Regions from separate parts of the Neogale vison genome. Here region 2 is linked to region 1. Evidence: chromatin contacts called from public Hi-C data. All regions are on one chromosome and are shown on one strand. The core of a region is the stretch at or near the end of the contact, and the rest is flanking DNA. Distances in the headings are between cores, read along the strand shown. Region 1 holds the start of HAS2 (hyaluronan synthase 2). Region 2 has its middle 320 kb from the start of HAS2.

What was found. A called contact is a pair of places that touch in the nucleus more often than the background predicts.
Region 2: a Hi-C map of fibroblasts shows a contact between it and region 1, with 7 times the contacts expected there. The contact joins the enhancer-like site here to the promoter of HAS2 in region 1. A contact is called at or near these places in 2 of 3 Hi-C or Micro-C datasets (fibroblasts and muscle).

Annotation. Positions count from the first base shown.
Region 1 is chr4:18,402,027-18,405,751 of ASM_NN_V1, reverse strand. It overlaps HAS2 (hyaluronan synthase 2), which reads right to left and starts at 1,587. Exons shown (of 4, transcript XM_044245023.1): 1 at 1,002-1,587.
Region 2 is chr4:18,719,191-18,722,915 of ASM_NN_V1, reverse strand. No RefSeq gene overlaps it. Among named protein-coding and RNA genes, the nearest start is that of HAS2, 320 kb to the right of the region's middle. Within about 2 kb of position 1,960, the one cell type or tissue checked has open chromatin away from gene starts, as enhancers often do. A contact at or near this core is called in fibroblasts, where this site is marked.

The DNA of each region.
Region 1 (3,725 bases), core at 338-2,837:
GCCCCGGCTCCCGCGGGCCCCCGGCTCCCACCTCCCGGCCGGGCGCTAGGGACGGCACCCCCAGGCCCCCCACCCTCCCGGCCCCGCGCTGCAGCTGCGGAAAGAAGCGCCAGCGTGCTCGGTGCCACGTCGGAGTTGGCTCCCGGGACGTTGCAGCTGCCTGCGCTGCAGCGCCCGGTCCCCACGCACGCCCTGCCCCCGGGCGGCGGGGAGAGGGACGCGCGCCCTCCTCCCTCTGGGGACCCTGAGTGCCACCGCCCGCGTCGGGGACCCCCGGCCCGAGTCAGGCTTCCGGAGCCGAGCAGAGCCGGGGCAGACCCAGCCTGACACTTTTCTGGGGTCGGAGGAGAGCAAAGGAAGGGAAGCCCGGGAAAGTGGGAGTGGCCGAGCGAGGCCGGTAGCCGCGAGGAGGTGGCAAAGGACCCTCCTTCTCGGGGGTCCCGGCTCTCCGAGGCTGGGAGCCCGGATCGCTTTAACCCTTTGCTTTCCAAGTAAAAAGCGGGTTTCCCACTTGAAAGTAAAAGGCTCTGGGCTGTTGCAGGGTTTTCCTCCCCACGTACGGGGGGGGGGGGATAGAAAGGATAGGGGCAAAGGGTGGGGGGGAGCGGGGGTGCTGTGCGGAATGCATTTTCCTTGCACAGTGGAAATCCCTGTTTCCCAACTTGGAGCCCCTCTGCGGCTCCGCAAGATGAGGAGTGGAAAAGTACATCCCGGGACACGCAGTCTTTTCCCAGGCAGAGAGGTTACCTGTGTTCCCAGAAAGGCAGCGGATTTCTGGCAAGCGCCGCAGGGATGAGAAAGGGCAGGGATCTATTGCCAGGCCTGACACTGATCTGAAGTAGCCCCTGATTTTCAGTCTGTTGGAAATTGGCCGACCTCAAACTTATCTGTCGAAAACCAGCTTTACAATTTTTTAACACTTCCGTGGATAATTTCTTCCCTCTCCCTGGCCTAGTCGGGGGGGCCCTCCTGGTTCACCATATCGCGCCAGGGTAACGTACCTTGTTCAGCTCTTGGTCATAAAGTTGTCCTCAGCCTGTCTGTGTGGTCCCGGAGGGTTGGTGGCGGGCAGTTTCCAAAATTGAGGTAATAAGAGATCAGATGAATTTGAGACGACCAGCCAAAAAAAATAAAAAATTTAAAAACAACATTTAAAAAGGATGGGGGAGTCTTAAATGTTTGCTTCTCCCCCACTTTTAAAAAGGAAATATCACTACTATTCTGTTTACTATCTCCGTTGCACTTCAGTCTAATTCTTAAAAAGAAAAATTTGTGCTTTAAAAATAAATTAACTTTTTTATTTTATTTTATTTTATTTTTTGCTCCAGTTCCCCCTCCCCTGATATCGGAAACTTTCTTTTCTTATTCGGGTCAAGAAAAGCCCGGTGAAGACTCCGAAGAACCCAGGAAGCGCAGAATCAGGAGAAAGTCTTTGGCTGGGGCTGGTTCAAGTCCCTGGTTCAATGGGCTGCTGGAAGCCAGGACTGGGTAATTCTTTCCAGACGTCTTGACTTCTCCTTCCTCGCTGTTGTTGCCTTTCTGCCTCCTCCAACTTAAGGGGGTCTTAACAAGTGAGCTGGTGGGTGTTTTAATAGGGCGGAGGAGGGAGTGGGGGGTGAGGGGAGTGGAGAAGGGAGGTGCGGACTGGGGAACCCGGAGGGGAGGGAACTGGGAGCGCGGGCGGGCGGGCGGGCGGGAGGCGGGGAGGGGGAGAGGAAGAACGAGAAATGGGCCATTCAAAGCCCTCTCTGAGCTAGAGGCCGGTTCTAAACTCCAATGAATTCAATTAACTTGATTGCTAACGTGTGCAGAGAAATTCACTGCACAGATGCTGGTCACCACCTGATTCCTTCCTTCCCTCCAGCGGCGGAGCGGGGAGGTCGCGCTTTGCAGACATCCCTGAACTCCAGCGTGAGTTACAAGGATTCCCTCTTCGCAAAATAACTCCCCACACCGTTCCGCTAATTCACTTTAAGGCCAAATGGTGCCCTTAGGCTAAGGAACAGCCAAGGGGAGGGATATCTGGGAGGGGGGTGTGTGTGTGTCTGTGTACACACACCTGGAAATTCGAAAGCCGCCTGCGACGCTAAATGAAGTAAAATCAGCTACAGGTCTACCGCATGTTAACCCTTTCTTCCCAGGAGCTCAAAAGTTTCTGAGCAGATGTCAAGTGTCAGAGCCTCCTTACACAGACGTTTCCGTATTGGGTAACGGAAAAAGTGAAAACATGATCATATTTTTTTTTTCCTAACTTGAACCCCTCATGTAAAAATACGCAAGCGGCACGCATTATAAACAACGCATAAAATAAAAACCGTGCTCTGGAGAACTCGGAGGCAGGGCCATGAGAAAAAGCCATTTCCAAGAGAATGGCTTGAATGAATGACTTTTGCCTCTTGCGAGCCTTCTAAGAAGCTGACTAGTCAGAATGCTTCCATTTGCTCCCAGGCGTTCTTTTCTCAATCTTTTTTTTTTTTTCCCCCAATGCCCTAAAGCTGGGAAGAGTTACTTTTCCCGGTTAATCTCCCCTTATTTGTTTGGTCCTCGCCAACACGGCTCCTGATGACTTAAAATGGACAGTAGGTGGCACTGTTTAGGAAAAAATGGGAGTGAGTTTACAGATGCACCGCTTTGGCCTTTGAAGGCTCCGCTGGAATTATTACAGGGGAACAAGAGATTTCTTTCTTTCTTTCTTTTTTCTTTTTTTTTTTCCTTCTCTTCCAAGGTTTCTCTTTAGTGCGGACTTCTTTGAAACTCGGCTAGGCCTTGAAAAGTGGGTTTTTGCTCCTTATCACATATTTTGGATAATAATGAACAAGTCAAAACAGAAAAGTCGAGTGAAATTTGAAACGATGCTTTTCAAGGAGTCGCGCAGGGTGTGGTGGTAGGGGATGTGCTTGGAGGTCAAGAATTTTATGGCAATACCAGGTACGCAGCCAACCCAGTCCCCAGGGGCAGACCTGCAAAGTACCACGCATTTCCGCCAACACCTCCCCGCCCCCCACCCCCCACGAGGTTACACCTCTGGGAAGCATTACCCTGGCCTGATGACTTCACACCGCTCTGGGGAAACCCACTTACTAACTGTCCCCTACACACCCTCAAGGCTTCAGCCTTTGTTTGAACACTGCCTTAGGTGTGATTCAGCTCTTGAGGAACTGGATTAAGTTTCAGAGCTCAATTTCATCCCACTTAGACTCCTCTTTCTTGAATTTTAATTGGATGATAGCTTTTAAATGCTAAGTTGTCATTTAAAATATATTATCTAACTTATGCACTCTTTTTTTTAAAAAAAGATTTGTATTTATTTATTTGACAGAGAGAAATCGCAAGTAGGCAGAGAGGCAGGCAGAGAGAGAGAGGGAAGCAGGCTCCCTGCTGAGCAGAGAGCCCCATGCGGGACTCGATCCTAGGACCCTGGGATCATGACCTGAGCCAAAGGCAGCGGCTTAACGCACTGAGCCACCCAGGCGCCCTTATGCACTCTTACATATACTATAGATTAACCTTATTTAGGGGTAGGGTGAAAATCGTGGGTGTCAGGTGTCTAGCTGTGGGACCCCACAGGAACACTTAACCTTGGCTCTGAATTTCCATGGTATTATGTGATGCAGAATGGCGGATTCTTGCTTAGTAGCATTTAGCTGTCCCTGTGCTAATAGTTCCAGCAATGAGAACATTTAGTGAAACGGGTTTTCTTTATTAAACAGAAACACATTTGCTGT
Region 2 (3,725 bases), core at 711-3,210, 320 kb before region 1:
CTATGATTGTTTGTGCTTAGGAAACTTGAGGTTTTGCAAATTTAAACAGTTTTGAATATTTTCCTTCATTATTAAGTTATGGAACTTCTCAATGTCCATTCTGAGTCTTCGTGTGCGAATCTTCTCAAATATTTTTGATCCCTGTTTCTTCTTTGGGACGAAAAGCTCATGGTACTCTTGTCTGGTGAAACATATAATGGGACTCTGTTCTTGACCAAGATTCCATAAAACACAGACCTAGATATATCAGTTGGTCTTCAAACCTTGCCTAGCTATTTACTGCTGCCTTTTCCTGTGCTACTTTTTAGCACAGATTTCCACTAGCAATTGCCACTAGACAGATATATATGGCAACCATTATCCCTTCTCAAACATTACTAACTTGCTCTGTGAAAATCCCTCATTTCTTTCCCAAGGATCCAAAAGACCAGGAACTTCAAAAGTAGCTTCTTTTCAGTCAAAGTTTGAGGATTCCTCTTTTAAAGTCAACGAGGTATAATAAAAAGACTTGTATGTGAAATCTGTTAGCATCCAAGTTGGTAATCCAAGTTGTGACACCCAACTTGTTACTTAACATTTCTGAGGCTTAGCTTCCCTATCTGTTTGGAAAAATTATATCTAAATCATAGGAATATAGGAGGAATCTACAATGCAATGAAGTCTTTCATAATATATGCAGACATCGCAAGTGCAATAAAAACAATTCCCTCCTTTCTTACTCATTCTCCTGCATATCTCAGGGTATTATGTCTTGCTGGACTGATCCTCCAGAAATCTGGATCACACCCAGAACACGGATTCCCCACTGGCTAATGTCTGTCTTTGCAAATATAACCTTACCACATTGCATGTGGAAAAAGTACAATTAACTGGACAATGAAAACTAAATACAGAATTCAGACATTCAAAACAAGGTCTTTGTTCCCAAGGAACTTATATTAGAGTTGAAAACACTTTGATAAATTCACATATAAATAGTAGTTTAATAGCCCAAGGCAGTTCATGATACTCAAAGAAAGAATGGAAATAAAGAGAACGGGCTCTAAAACTTCATAGGAGGGAGAAAGTGAGGAGGTGGGACCTGAGTTGCAAATTCTTGAAAGGTTATGGTCTTCCCATGGAATCTGCCAGGGTCTTGAAGAGTTTACGAGTGATGATAGAGATTGTTTTAACCCTAGTGTGCCCCTTTAGTGTGCACATTTTTGGTAGAGGTTTCTGCCCCTGAAGTATAGTGAGTTTCTAGTAGTCTGGATCTGAGTTCTTAGCATGAATATTGTCATAGGTGACAGCTGGAGAGAGGGAAGCTACAAGGAACAGGGCAGAGAAACAATAGCATGGCCGAGATACCCCTAAGATTATAACTATATTCCAGCCCCTCTACCAGGAAAGAAAGAACAGTGGCCTTTGAGATTCATGTCATTTATTTTTCTTCTTTATCTGGTTTCCCAAACATAGGAGACATAGGTAAGGTTATGGAGAAGAGTTTGACTACCCAGAAACTTGGATATTTCCTAGATCTAGTTTAAAATATGGCAAAAAAGGGAAAACCTTGGAAAACAAGAACTAAAAGACTCAATGGAGTTTTAGAAGTCTCCTCAAAAATAAGTCATGCTAATTTAATAGAACAATATTATGCTTGTAAAGTTAAGAGCCATAACATATGGCAGTGTGAGCCGGATGCCAAAGGGAAAGGATGAAAGACCTGCCATTCACCAAGTCATCACTAGAGGGGGTGGTTGCACACAGATAGGGTTCACTTCTGAGCAAGGAGCTCAGTTTCTACAGAGCAGATTTCCCACCTTCACCAGCGGGTCACAGCTTCTGTTGCCATGGGAACCTCTAAACAAGGGGTAAATATGTCGACAATAGCCACAGACAATTTTATTTTTCATCCTTTTTTAATGCATGGCAGTCTCGGAGCACTCCATCTGCAGCCTGATGTTGTTCACTGGCCTGTTAAGTCTAGGCAGCACAAGCCATCCATTATTGCTAAATGGTATCACAGCCCGTAGCTCTGTTCACACACTGTGGTGCATTGTAAATGTCCCTGCTCTATGGAGAGAGAGAGAAAAAAAAAAAAAAAACACCCTCTTTTCCCTCCCCACCCCCACCCCAAGCTTGCTCCCCCTTCCAAGCGCAGCTGAATCTTCAAATGTAGATAACTCCTGAGTCTGTCTGTATCAGCCTAGTAGATGCTCACAATGAGTAAGCATGGAGAAAGCCAATTTCATCTGGGGCAAAGAAGAACTGAAAAAGAAGCATTAGATTCATTCTTCGGGACTCTAGATGTTCAGTGTGGCTGGAATATAGTTTAAATAATTTGGCTTACTGAAGTGAAGTTTGTGATAGAATTAAGGCTAACAGTTAAGGTCATAACTGAACTTGTATAAGAACAGTCCACTTTGTAGGAGATAGCTCTAAGCCATTAGGAAGAGCCCCAGCCAAGGATGTAAATTAAGCAGAGAATGGGGCTGTGCTACGGGTAGCAAGTTACCTTATTATCTCTTGCCTTGACTTCCATGGTTGTGTTCATTATTTACTATGTACCTACTAGGTGTTATGCACTCTTCTGGATACAAGTATTAGTGGAAATGACTGTGTATTTGAGATGCTCACACGTAAGGGATCTTTTACTCTCTGAGAACTGGACCTGATCCAAGGACAAACTAAGGTTGCTATGGCAATAACACAGATTCCTAATTCACAGTTAACATCTCTCCTCTCCACTGGACACCCTTCTCCTACGAAGTGAAGGAAGGTCTCCCCTCATCCCAGAATGACTAGGAGAAGCGGGGCTTTAGACTGAACTCTTGAGGTCAGGAACTAACTCAGCTGGTTCACAGAAGTACCCTTTGTGGATCCGCTGGTATGTGGCACATAACAGACTTTCAATAAATTTGTGCTCACTAAATGAGAACCTAGAGGAATGGATGGACGTGTGGGTGGGTAGGTGAAATAATGAAATGGGTGAAGTACTTCGAGGATTCTTGGTGGACATGTTTAAAATGGAAAGATATTAAATGCTCATTGTATTGTAGAATGCCAAACCTAGATAAAAAATAAAAATATTCCACATTCAGTCTTTAATTTTAGCTTAATCTCCCAAGTTTTACCTTCCAGTGACCTAAGATTTCTTTGATCACTTGAAACTTTCTAAATGGAGTACTGAAATCATGGCACAAATACCCATCTTTAGGGTAGTAAAAATTCATGTGTAAATTATTAAGAAAAAGAAAAAAAATGAAATAATTGGCTGTCCAGTTTCTAGAAGGGGTGTCCTAAATTCTAAATGTCATTCCTGTAGAGAATTGATGGCCTTTCCTTGAAACTTCCATTGCAATGTGGGTTCCTGGTACATGGGAAATTCCCATCTCTGTCTAAGATTTCCCAGAGAACACAAAACTAAGAAGGGTGGAAGAATCCCTGGGTTGTGGGCCGTTATCATACAGCATTGGTAATGCTACTGTGAAAATGTTGGCCAGTGTTGGCTTCTTCCTAAAAGGGCCTCGGGGTGTCTACTTAACTGGAAACACACTCAGCAGTTATAGCCAAGAGGGGCGACCTTTCCCTAAATGATTCTTGTTTTGTGATTCAGCATGTGAGTCATTTGATTAATAACAACTTCCTTTCAGTCCCAGACACCCCTTGGGAAATTTGGATCTCTTCTGATTTGGAGAGAAATCCTCAGGTCAGATGCTAAGGCTTCAGGTTTGAGATGATCTATC